Regions from separate parts of the Ovis aries genome. Here region 2 is linked to region 1. A link is a contact called in public Hi-C data. All regions are on one chromosome and are shown on one strand. The core of a region is the stretch at or near the end of the contact, and the rest is flanking DNA. Distances in the headings are between cores, read along the strand shown.

The links. A called contact is a pair of places that touch in the nucleus more often than the background predicts.
Region 2: a contact with region 1 is called in a Hi-C map of liver, with 2.7 times the contacts expected there. The contact joins the promoter of CHTF8 here to the enhancer-like site in region 1. A contact is called at or near these places in 9 of 16 Hi-C or Micro-C datasets (blood, liver, muscle and 4 more).

Annotation. Positions count from the first base shown.
Region 1 is chr14:35,717,937-35,724,185 of ARS-UI_Ramb_v3.0, forward strand. All of the region lies in intron 7 of HAS3 (hyaluronan synthase 3), which reads left to right. Among named protein-coding and RNA genes, the nearest start is that of TRNAG-CCC, 30 kb to the left of the region's middle. Within about 2 kb of position 1,650, at least 3 of the 54 cell types and tissues checked have an H3K27ac peak or open chromatin away from gene starts, as enhancers often do. A contact at or near this core is called in liver, where this site is marked.
Region 2 is chr14:35,902,779-35,909,116 of ARS-UI_Ramb_v3.0, forward strand. It overlaps CHTF8 (chromosome transmission fidelity factor 8), which reads right to left and starts at 3,146. Exons shown (of 4, transcript XM_015100514.3): 1 at 3,046-3,146. It overlaps UTP4 (UTP4 small subunit processome component), which reads left to right and starts at 3,175. Exons shown (of 18, transcript XM_042231846.2): 1 at 3,175-3,248; 2 at 4,920-5,026.

The DNA.
Region 1 (6,249 bases), core at 400-2,899:
ATATGTGGTCTTTTGTAGTTGACTCTTCAGTGTTTGATGGTTTTTTAAAAAAATATTTATTTGGCTTTGATTTATGTTTCCCTCATGGCTAATGAGGCATACATACTTCCCTGGTGGCTCAATGATAAAGAATCTGCCTGCAGTGTAGGAGACACAAGTTCAGTCCCTGGGTTGGAAAGATCCCCTGGAGAAAGAAATGGCTTCCCATTCCAGTATTGCCTGGGAGATCCTGTGGACAGAGGAGCCTGGAAGGTTATAGTCCATGGGGTCACAAAAAGAGTCAGACTCGACTTAGCAACTAAATAACAACGTGGCTAATGATGTTGAACAGCCTGTCTGTCTTACTGGCCATTTGCATGTTTTCCTTGGAGAAATTTCTATTAAGAGCCTTTGCCTGTTTTTATATTGGGTTATTATCTTTTTGTTATTGGTGGATTGTGGAGTGGGACTCACTCTCACCAGCAGCTTTTTCTGAAGAAATCCTCCTCATAAGTCACTTCTCGGTATCCGCACCTTTGATCTTTCCTTCCCTCTTTCCGAATGAGGAGTTTTTATGGTCTTGATCGCATCAAAGTCTGGTGTCTTACTTTGGAGTTTTAAGTGCATTTTATCTTGTTGCTTTACTTGACATTTCCAATTTAACATCCCATGTCAGCTGTGTTACGACAGATGTCCAACTGGCTGCCCTCTTAGTCTTGCTCAAAGTCCCTTAGTCCTCAGAGCCAGTTTCATCTCTGCTTTATACGCAGTCCTGATCAGACTGGTTATCTTTTAAAGACCACAGCAGAATTAGAAGTAACAGAAGTTAGACTGACTAAGGCACAGTGACAAGAGCATAGAAGATCAAGAAAGGAGACATAAAAATATACCCCCAAAGAGTATATTATCAGTTGAAAAACAAAGTATTTTGTGTTCTGTGCACTTTGTTTAAGAAGGCAAAGGTTACACACAATTCATCTTAGGTATAATTCCTTCCAGAATTGTTAGAATATAAATACGTTTTGGTATTTAGAGGAATCAGCTACCAGCTCTCTGAATGAAAATCTTATGGCAGGAGCAGTGACAAGGGAAGGCCTTCTTATGCTTGCATCCTTCACATGCGGCGCGGGCTGGGGCCGGGTGATCCTTGTGGGCCCGGTGGAATGTTCTTAGCAGAACAGGTAGTGTATGTACAGGCGCTGGTCGAGTGAAGTGAACACTTGGCGTAGCCACTTGTACTTAGTCTGCATAAGTAACTGTCATCATTGCTATGTGTGTGCTTTATTTCTGGTAAAATTAAGCTGAAAAAGGTATATGCCTCTCAAATAGCTTTTAGTTCAGTGGCATTCCTTTCTGTCTTCTGCCTCTGAGTGTCTGGAGCCTGATCTCTAGAATGTTTATATTCTTTTGTCCTCCCTAGTATGAAAGGGATTCATGTATTTTTCTTTACCTACAGAGGTGAAGAGAGGCCCAGATGGCATGGAGATTGGTTCTGGGTAGGACAGGATAGAAGAATTCCAGTTCTGGGAACTCCCTGGCATTCCAGTGGTTAAAACTCTTCACTCCCAATGCAGGGGGCCTGGTTTGATACCTGATAGGGAAACTAAGATCTCACATGCTGTGTGGCCCAGCCAAAAAAAGAATTCCAGTTCTTTCTGATTAGCACATTTCTTGCTTTTAAGAGAACTGGCCAGCATCCAATACTGGAGGTGGAGGGATGTTGCCTGTCTGTATTCCTCACTGTGCTTGCCCAAGACTCCCTAATGGCAGAATAAGTTTTAGGATTGGAAAGGCTAGAAACGACCTAGTTTATTTTCTACATTCTTATTTCCATTTTATCTCTCTGTTTCCAGGTTTAGGAAATCATGACTTTAATTATCCAAGTCTTTGTCCCACCCCACCCCTGCATCTAATCTTAATGAATTTCTAATGAAAGATTGACCAGTTTATTCCGCCTTCTGAATTTTTAATGATTTGTGTGGAGTACATTAAAATATTGAAATCTTAGAGCTGGAAGGAATTTTAGAAATTATTTAGTGTAATCCTTTTTTTTTCTGAATAGATTTTATGTTGTAGAGCAGTTTTAGGTTCACAGAAAGATTGAGTGAAAAGTATAGAGTTCCCATGTATCCCCTGCCCCTACATGTGCAAAGCTGCCCCCACTGTCAACATCCTACACCGGATGGTGTATTTGTCATGGTGGATGAACTGACATTGACATGTCAATATCACCCTAAGTCCATAGTTTACATTAAGGTTCACCTTTGATGTGGTACATTCTTTGGGTTTTGACAAATTAATCCCTCCTTTTACAGTAAAGGTAACAAAATCCAAAAGATTGTGAAGTGACTTGTCCCAAACCATATGAGTGAGTGGCAGAGCTGGTCCCAGGACCAATGTTTCCTTCTCTCTTTCTCTCTTACTCTTTCTTTGTTTAGAAAGATAATATTTGCACAAGGTACGAATTTAATAAGTGCCAAAGGCTCTGCAGTGAGACATTAGTCTCCTTTCACCTGTGGACGCTCCCTAAAGGCAGTCATTCTTTCTGGATGTTTCCATCTCCTGTTGAACTGTAACCTTGAATAACATGCAGAGAACTGGAAAAAAAAAAAAAATCCTTCAAGGATGTGGGAGATTCAAACAGTAAATTTTTTAAATGCTGCAGTTCAGATTCTGTGGTATAATGTAGTGAAAAGCACTTGGCTTTTTGAGTCAAATGGACTTAAGATTGGAATTTCACTCCAGGGTTGACTGTCTAGGTGATGTTAGGTCACTTAAATTTGACACTTGAGTTGCCTACTGGGTGAATAAAGTAACTTTTGGTAGGCTCATATTCTATAATAGGTGCTCAAAAAACATCAGTTCCTTTTTGGTTCAGGGAAACTCTGTTTTTAAAAGACTGTTTTATGCATTATGCTCTGAAAGCATGAACAGTGCAAAGTACTATATTAAGTAACTTGCTTGGTTCTTCTGCTTCTTACAAGTCTTAATTAAACTCAGTAAGTGCGTTAGAAATTCTGGAACACTACTAATCAAAAGGATTACTGGGATATTTTAGAAGCCAGCATTTGACTAGCTTAATCTTTAACAGGGGTAAAATCAAGTTCCAGCCTGTACTGAATTTCAGTGTTAGGATTTAGGCAGCTTGAGTCTGAATAGCCTCATCATATTTGTATTTCCATACACGTACATCTCTGCAGAAGATAAGGCCGTAAATTAAGAAAGCTGTTCCATTTACAGTAGCAGCAACAATAATAAAATATTTAGGACTAAATTTAACATTTGCACGTGGCTGTAAATTTTACAAAATATTTTAACATGAATTATCTTAATCAGTGCTTATGCTAAAAGCTTTAATGCCTACATTATACATGAGGAAGCTGGGACCTGGAGAGGTTTAAATGTGTTCACCCACTGTATAGATTTGAGCAACCATATAGGTAGCTGAAACAAAGTTCACACGCATGTTTCCTTTTTTTTCCCAATTAAAGTTTTTACTGAATTTGTTACAATATTGCTTCTGTTTTATGTTTTTTGGGGGGTGTGTGTGGCCATAAGACATGTAGGATCTTAGTTCTCCAACCAGGGATTGAACTCACACCCCCTGCATTGGAAGCTCGGAGTCTAAACCGGTGGACTACTAGATGCTCTTTCAGTGCTTCCCGGCGCTTTTGCAGCTACTCTGGAGGGGTGTCTAAAGGATGTGTTTAACAAAAGAATCAGCTGCTACCTTCAAGGAGCTCCCAATCAAGCAAAGAAAGAGTTACAGTAGAGTGTGATTTATAGTTAAGAGCGCCCAGAAACATGCCTCTCTTACTTGTCAGAGCAGCAGTCCTCTAGATTTAGATGAAGGATTGTGAGGCTTAACCACAGACGCCTCTTCCCAGGGCTGGATCTGTAATAGTAGGCCAAGATGCATTCCTAAATGGATGTGGAAATCCCTAAAAAGGAACGAGGAAATCCCGAGGCTGCCAGTGGGGTCATTGGTACCCATCTGTCTCCTTGTCTAATCTTTTCTGAGCTGTTTTGGTTTTACTAGATACATACTGGTCTCTTATTTTGCCCCTGTGTCTTGCCCTATGCATTTATACTGAAAAAGTCTAAAGTTGTTATAGAAATTCCACTTGTCTTCAAAGCACCATTTCACTTATTCTCAGAGAGGCTTTTTCATACCAAAGAATTAAAAAGATACTTTGAGAGTCTGTCTCTCCCATCCCTGCTTTAGCTTTCCCATCTCTTGGTATTTTGTCTGGTCATCCCTAGTTGTACAGATACCTTAAGTACCCTTGAGGTATGAGGAAACCTTTCAGCTAAACAGGATTTCATCTTTAGAGTATTAACTTCAGAACTGATGGAACAGAGAGCATGTGAGGAAAGGTTAGAAATTTATTGTATCTTAGTCAAGTTGAAGAGTCAGTGTTTCAAATATTGGGGGGTAGGAAGGAGTGGTTCATTTTTTTCAGCTAGTCTTACTGCTCAATGGCTGAGGTACCAGAAAAGTATAGACCACCATGAGCATACTTGCAGTCCAGTCAGAGAATGCTGGATAAGATAGGAAAGAGTTTTAAAGCGTGATTAAACCAACCTCTTTATTTTTCTGAATCTGCCTGCAATGCAGGAGACCTGTCTTTGATCCCTGGGTCAGGAAGATCCTCTGGAGAAGGGAATGGAAGTCCACTCCAGTATTCTTGCCTAGAGAATCCCATGGACAGAGGAGCCTGACAGGCTACAGTCTGTGGAATCACAGAGTTAGACATGACTGAGCGACTAACATTACTACTACTACTACTTTATTTTTCAGATAAGGGAACTAAGATTCAGAGAAGTCAATTGATTCATGTTAAATCTCTCAACAGGTCAGTGGAAGTATTTATAAGCAATCCTATGTGTAACACACCTGATAGTTTTACTGCTATAAAAAGGAAACTTCTAAATGATATGGAACATCTTTATCACAGGAAGAAATAAGACAACAAGTATTAGATTGTGTTTCAGAACTTGAATCCCCATCCCACTTTGCCTCCTAGTGAGCAGGGAAGATTGTCCACTAGAAAGAGACTGCACATAAGCATGGTTCAAGGAAATTCTACAACATTTGGGTATTAGAGTGTAGAGGTAGGGCAGTCAGATCCTCCCCTTCATTGCGCAGGAACAACTTACCTATTGTGTTTTTGTTGCTTCTTCAGTTGGTATTGTCACCAGCCTGGTGTGCATGTGATTAGAAGGAAAACTGGCCCCAGCAGTTTTTTCCACCTGTGGTATGACTTCATTGCAAGAGTTTTTTTCCCCTAGTGCATTTGGTCCTTGTCAGTGCTGGCACCAAGAGATCGCTTTGCAGCATTGGCTGAATCAGCCCAGCCTTCCGTGTCCCTTTGTGGTTCACTGAATTCCGGATACAAGTCAGGGATGTGGAACATCCACATTAAGGGGAGAGTGACCAGATTTCACTTCGGGAGTGTAAGTGGACGGTAATGTTAGATGTCAGGTGCAGACCACACTGTTAACCTGCATGTGAGGCAACAGATTGGAAGGAGGGGGCTGTCCTTGGAAGAGACTGGCTACAAAACCTTGGTAGAAAGGGGCTATATAAGATCCTCAGTAGAAGGAAGAGGAGGCCATGCAGAGGTGCTGTCCATGGTGCCACTGGGAGCTTCAGCCCTACTTTGCAGAGGTTGCAGAAACAGGGCCATAAATAGCCTAACAAGCTGGGATCCATTGATTCTGAGGGACTCCAGCAGGGACAAAGTTGGTATGGGTTAGGGCTGAAGACAGAAAAATACTATGCACAAGAGGAGATCAGTACTGGGAGGCCATGGGGTATACGCTTTGCTCTTTTTTTTTTCACTGTGATAAAACACACATAACATAAAATTATACATTTTACATATTAAAATGTATAATTCAGTGGCATTCACAGTGTTGCACAGCCACCATCACCACTGGCTAGTTCCAGAACTTTTTCATCATCCCAAATGTAAACCCCATACCCATTAAGCTTTCGGTTCCCACTTCTCCCTCCCTTCAACCCTGGGAGCTGCTAGTTTGTTTTCTGTCTCTGGGTTGTGTGTGGCTTTTATGTTAGACAGATCTGGGTTCATCCTGGCCCTGCCATTTCCTAACAGTCTACCTTTGCCCAACTAACTTCACTTCTCTGAGCCTCAGTTTTTCACAGTTTTAGAATGAGAATAAAATGCTTAACTTGCAAGACTCTTGTGAGGATTGATTATATGTTAAATGTTTAGCTGAATACCTGGTTCATTCTTGAGGAGA
Region 2 (6,338 bases), core at 1,896-4,395, 190 kb after region 1:
ATATCTTAACTGTCATTTTGAAGTCAGTTACTATTAAAGTTATTAAAAACCTGAAAAATCGAAGTGCCACCAGTTTCTTAATTAGGAAGAAAAGTTCAGGCAAGGCATTATATTTTTAATACAGAAAGCTTCATTTCTTACATAGCTAAACCTCTCTGAACATTTCCCTGGATTTTTTTTCATCCTGCAAACAAGGCACTGTCTGTCACTGCCTTTTTACAGTGAGGAAACAAGCGTAGAGAAGCTAAAGGTTAAGTAACTGGTCTAACACCTGAGAGTGGCTGCTTCGGAATATGACCTGACTGTAACTCCCCCACAATCCATCCTTTCCTGCGGTCCTCTCACATAGCACCCCCGCCACCCACCATGCCTCATGTCTATAGAGGAACTTGCTTTATAAACACTGCCTTTCTCACAGCATCTACCACAGGATGGCAAATAAACCACCTATGAGGAAAATCTTACACACTGCCACTATGACATCTGTGGTGTAGGCAGCTGAAATCAAGTAAGCCTGCTTTTCATCATATTCAATTGATGAGGCTTAAGTTTCTAAAATCCCTAGAGATGTACTCAAGGTCAGCTCCAGGATTCAAAATTATAGCCCAAACCCGTTTCCTTGTTAGACAGTCAGTCAAAAGAACAGAGCATTCTTTCTCACTGATTCATCTAATCTACAAAATTTTTTATCCATCGGTTTCTGAATTGTTAATATTACTAAGCGCTTAACAGAGAATAGCAATGAGCAAGGATCCTTAATAATGGTAACAGCTCCCAAAATAAGATATAGCAGAAAGTGTGGTATGTACAGTATTAAACAGAACATGCAGCTTTTATGGAAACAATGGGCTCTGACTCAATGGTTTAACCCAACTACACAGAATTAAATTTTATTAGAGCTAAAGTCTTTTTAAAATTGTTTTCATTAGGCCCTTACAAATTTATATTTGCAAATTGCTGGGCCAACAATTAGCATTTACTGAGTCCTTATTCAGTCCCAAGGACTCTTCTGTGTTCAGGGATTTAGTGAGAATTCATTGTCAGAACTGCCTTCTGAGTCTACCATCTTTCTAGCCTATGTATGATGGAGGTAATGTAATCTTATGTCACAGTTTCTCCACCAATAAACTGAACATAAAAAGAACCTATCTCAAAAAGGTTGTTTTATTAAATGAAGTTATGAATGTAAAGTCCTTAGCATGTGCCTAACATATGGTAAAACTTAGGGTCAAGCTATTGATTACCTGGAGGAACATGGCATTTTCTTAGTATATGTCCAATAGAATGACTTTACACTGTTTAATTATTAATCTTTATAGTGGACTAAAACATCTTATAAAAGCAGCATGTTGTAAGAATAAAGTCAAGTTTACTTTATTGATGGGAGAACAATTCAAACATGGCAGGCAGGGTTTACCAAGCTGCTTCAGGGATTAAGTTCTGGAAGGTTTTCTTCTCTAAGCATGGTAGCTATTTCTCTGTGTGCCTTTCCAGCAAAAGAACAATTCATGAACTTTTACATACAACTGGATACAGATTACTTTTATTAGCAGTGTTACTGTGGTTTTGTGACTGATGGGGATAATCTAAGTTTCAAGGGAAGACCTTGTCTCTTGACAGACTTATTAAGTGATAAAATCCAGTTTCTAAATGAAAAGCCTGCTCTCCTCCGACAAGGGGCCATGGAGGGTAGGTGGAACTGAATGCTTCCGAACTTTTCATTAGTGAACAGTGTGTTCAAAAACGTGTGTGGACACTATGCATACATGTGGGACTTTCCCATCATGTTTTAAGATTCCCATGATGGAGGGAATCAATTACTGGTATTCGCAGACAATAGGTAGAAAAGATGGCTTCAGTCGTTCTGAGTTACTCCAGTTTTCTCCATCTTCTGCTACTCTGCGGCCCCATCTACCCTTCCTCCTTTTACTGCCCTGAGCCCCTCCGTTGCCCAAAGTCCCTTCTTGTCTAGCTCTGCTTGAGGTCTCCCTCTATACTGGATTTCCCTCCCACGAGCCCCATCTTCACCATCTCCCCTGACCCCCTCCTCCTCTCCCTGGAAATTGAGCTACAAGCACTTCCTATTTCTAGCCCCTCCCACTTTCTGGGACTTCTCCGTCCGCTTCCCCTCTCTTCCCCACCCCCACCCCATGACCCCCCCGACTTTCTCTAGGACCTCTTACCAAGACTTTCTCCTACCTCCCAAGGAAACTATATTTTAAACTCCACCCTCCAACCCCAGAATGGTCTTTCCAAACCGTTCACCCTCCTAAAGATCGCTCTAAACGTTATTCCTCTACCACCCTCATCTTCCAAATCATTCCCTATGTCCCCCAATTCTTAAGTACTTCGCTCCTCCAGGACCCGACTCCACCCCACTCTTCTCCGGCCTCTCACTCCACCCACAAAAGCAGCTGGATCACTCTCCAGACAGTCTCTTCCTTCCAGTCACCCTCCCATCTACCGCTCCCAATAGCCTCTTCCCCCCAAGATTTAAAAATGTCCCCTCCAAAGAACTCACGGTCCTACCCCCCGCTTAGACCCTTTCTGATGTTCCCGCTACTTCCTGGGTTCCAGGTCTCCCCCACTCTCGCAAGCATCGCGTGCTGGGTTCCCTCCCCACCCAGGGAAAAGCCCCTTCCCGCACATACCTCGAGATTCCGGCCCGCGCTGCCCCCTTCTCCGTCCTCCGCCCGCGCTCGGCCACTCTTTCCGCCCTTCTCCCGCTCCGCCCAGCTCGCTCCCTTCCCTCCGCCTTCCGACTCCGCACCGCTCCCTTCTCCGCAATTCCCGGCTCTCCTACCCCGAGGGCGCCTCTGGGTCGCCCCCACCTCTGCGCGGCCCTCCCCGCTCCCCTCCCCCTTCCCGGCCTCCCCTCCCCCGCCCGCTGCTCCCCGCCCCTCAGCTCGCCATTCTTCTCCTCGAGCCGCGCGCCCCGCCCGGCCCCAGCTTCCTAGCTTCCCGCTCCCTCGCACCCTCGCCCCCCCATCCCCGGCTCAGCCCTCGCTCCCCGCGGCCTCCCGCGCTCCCTGCCCGCGGCCTGACCTGCAATGGCGGCCGCCGATCGCGGCGCCGCGCGGCCAACGGGCGACAACCGAACCTCCCGCCGCCGTCGCCGCCGCCGCGAGCACTGCCTGCGCACTTCCGGCCTTGCGCCGCGAGCACTTCCGGGGCAGAACACGCGGGCGCGCGCACGTGGGGCCGGGGCGGAGAGAGGCGAGCTCCCTAAGTGGCGAGCCCTTCCACCGGTGAGTTGGGGAAGGGGCGTAGGTAGTGGGGATGGAATGGGGTTGTATCTAGCGAGTGCGGCTTGCTCTAGGTCGGCCCCCCGGGAAACTCGCCGATTCCCCTCTGCCGAGGCCGGGTGGGGGCTACTCCAGACATCCCCGGAGAGGGAATGGGCGGCGGAGCCCTCGCGCGCCTCGGAAGCACGCATAGCCTAGCTGGGCCGAACGCGCCTTCTCTCCTGGCAGATTCTTCACCTTGAAGGGAGATGAGTAAAGGGGCGAACCTGACTCGAGTGCGTCTGTTGGCGGCGGCGGAGCTGGGGATAGAGAAAGTAATTGACAGATGCCAGATCAGTCCTGTCGCTTCATCCCGCTAAGAAGCTCTTGGTTTTTCCTGCCCATCAGCTCCACCGTCACCACCGTAGTTGAGTCTGTGATTTGCAGACTTAGCATGCAGTGGAGATGGAGATGTTTGCCAAAATGCAGGTTCCTTGACCTCCTCCCACCCCCAAAGACTGGAATTCTAGAGCTATGGATTAGTACCCGGAATCCTGCCTTGTTAGAGATCGTTTTGGTTTAGGAGTTCTGCGGACCTGACTTTGAGAGACTCCTTTAGACTGTCAACATTTCTTGCTTTCTTAGAATGATCGAGGTATTGATCCTCTTCTTAACCACCCCCAACCCCAGAAACCTCACGCACCAAATACGAAGGAGACTTTAGTTCTGCCTCGAATACAATTCCTGGAGAAGGAAGTGGCAACCCACTCTAGTATTCTTGCCTGGAAAATCCCATGGGTGGAGGAACCTGGTAGGCTACATACAGTCCATGGGGTCGCAAAGAGTTGGACACGACTGAGCGACTTCACTTTCTTTTCGAATACATTTGGTCAGCTCCTTGTGGCTCCATTCAAGCGCGCACTCCCAGTAAAAAAATGAGGTTATGTTCAGTCTTTTGCTCTAAGATCAAGTTTTAGATTCTCACCTCTCTTCCTGGAGCACTTCCTTTGGGCAGTTTGCGGGATTGCTAGGAGGCTGGGTGATGCTCTATGTGTTGCTTTTTGAATTTTTTTTTGTGGAAGAATCCTGAGCTTCTGGAGACTATTTGATAGATTCTGTGTGGACCATTAAAGCATCTTTAGTTGAATATTTTAAAATGAACCTCAGTCAGACTTCCCAGGCGGTCCAGGGATTAAGACTGGGAGCTTCTAGTGACGGAGGCAGGGGAACTAAGACCCCATATCCTCCCCACCCCCAGTTCCTGCCTGGCCTTCTCCCCACCCCCCAAAAATGGGGAAAAATAGAAATGAACCTCAGTGAGATACATTTGGAGTCTGCCACATAGAACCGTGGTACTGTGCTGCGCTTAGTCAATCAGTCGTGGCCGACTCTTTTCCACCCTATGGACTGTAGCCGGCCAGGGGCCTCTGTCCATGGGGCTTTTCCAGGCAAGAATACTGGAGTGGGTTGCCATGCCCTCCTCCAGGGGATATTCCCAACTCAGAGATGGAACCCAGGTCTCCCTCATTGCAGGCTGATTCTTTACCATCTGAGCCAGGAGGGAAGTCCAGAAGAGTGGTAATAAAAGACAGGAGATGTGATATACTGCTGTTTAACAATGATTCTTTTCTCCCCTCCTAGGAATGGGTGAATTTAATGTCCATCGAGTGCGTTTCTTTAATTATGTTCCATCAGGGATCCGCTGTGTGGCTTACAATAACCAGTCAAACAGATTGGCTGTTTCACGAACAGATGGCACTGTGGAAATTTATAATTTGTCAGCAAACTACTTTCAGGAGAAAGTAAGTCATTTGGGAGCCGGATTTGGTGGTGGTGATGTTAATTTTTTTTTCTTAAGTTTAATTCTGCAAAATCTTCTGTCTTTTTTGTATTCAAGGAGATCAGAAGAAAATGACTCTCCCCTACTCTCTCTGTTGTTTAGAAACAAAGAACAAATATACACTCTCTTGTCTGACTGATAAACTTAGAGCTTCAGTCTATGTAATGTTGGTTAGAAAGAGCCTACCTAGGAATTGTGGTGCTTACTGCCATTTGGAAACTGATGTTTACTAGATCTGTTGTCAAGATCATTGCTTCCTATCAGTCTCTGCACCATTGTAACTTTAGTAAAGTGGCTTTTCCTGCTGTGTTATTACCTATTTCACTGTTAATTCAGAAAAAAATGATGAGATGTTTTAATATCAAACTTTTTGGTGATGTGATAGCAAGAAGATGAATTCCTAAATTATCTATTTGAGAGAAGGTAGATTTATATACCTAATGTTTGGAACTAAAGACGATTTTAAATTAGGTAAAATATCATTTGGGTATATGCACAGGGCTATTACAGCAGCCTATTTTTCAAAGTCTCTGATTACAGATTTCAGATGCAGCAAAATAATTCAGTTCACATTTACTGAGTGCCTTGCATGCCCTCAACACCATGATACAGATGAATAGAAGGAAAAATGAATGCAGTGTCTTGCAGCGTAGTACTTGGAATTTAGGTACTCTGTAACTATTTCTAAATGACTGCAAGCATTAGGCATTAAGATGAATGTCAGAGGCCCTACCTTCAAAGGAGCTCAAAATCCAGTGGGGGAAAGATGAGTATACGGTTTGAAATAGTGTGGTCAGTTTTATGATAGACCTAAGCATGGGCATAGAATCTTAGTAGAGAGGTGCCTTGCTCTGATGAGGTGGGTTTAGGATTCCTGGAAAGGGATGACTTACCTGAGCTGACCCCTGAAGCAATAACAAGAGTTAAGAAATCACTGGTCACCAAAAATGAGTCCCATTCTATAGCATGAAAAACATGCTGTGATGCGCGCTTGTTGTATCCTGTGATTTTTCTTGTTATTATTGTTGCAACTATATAATTGTTTATATATTTGTTTAATGTCTTCTTCCCTCCTGAACTTCCAATTTTATGAAAAAGGGATCTTGTCAGTGATATGGCTGTATTCCCAGCATTTAGCAAGTGCTTAATACAAAGGCATCACTGAGTTAATACATGTTCAACGGGTCTTTACCTAGTACATCTTATTTTCCACTCCCATCGGTTTTCTGTTTTCTTGAACAATTAATTCAGTCTAGTCTTCCACTTTGTTTCCT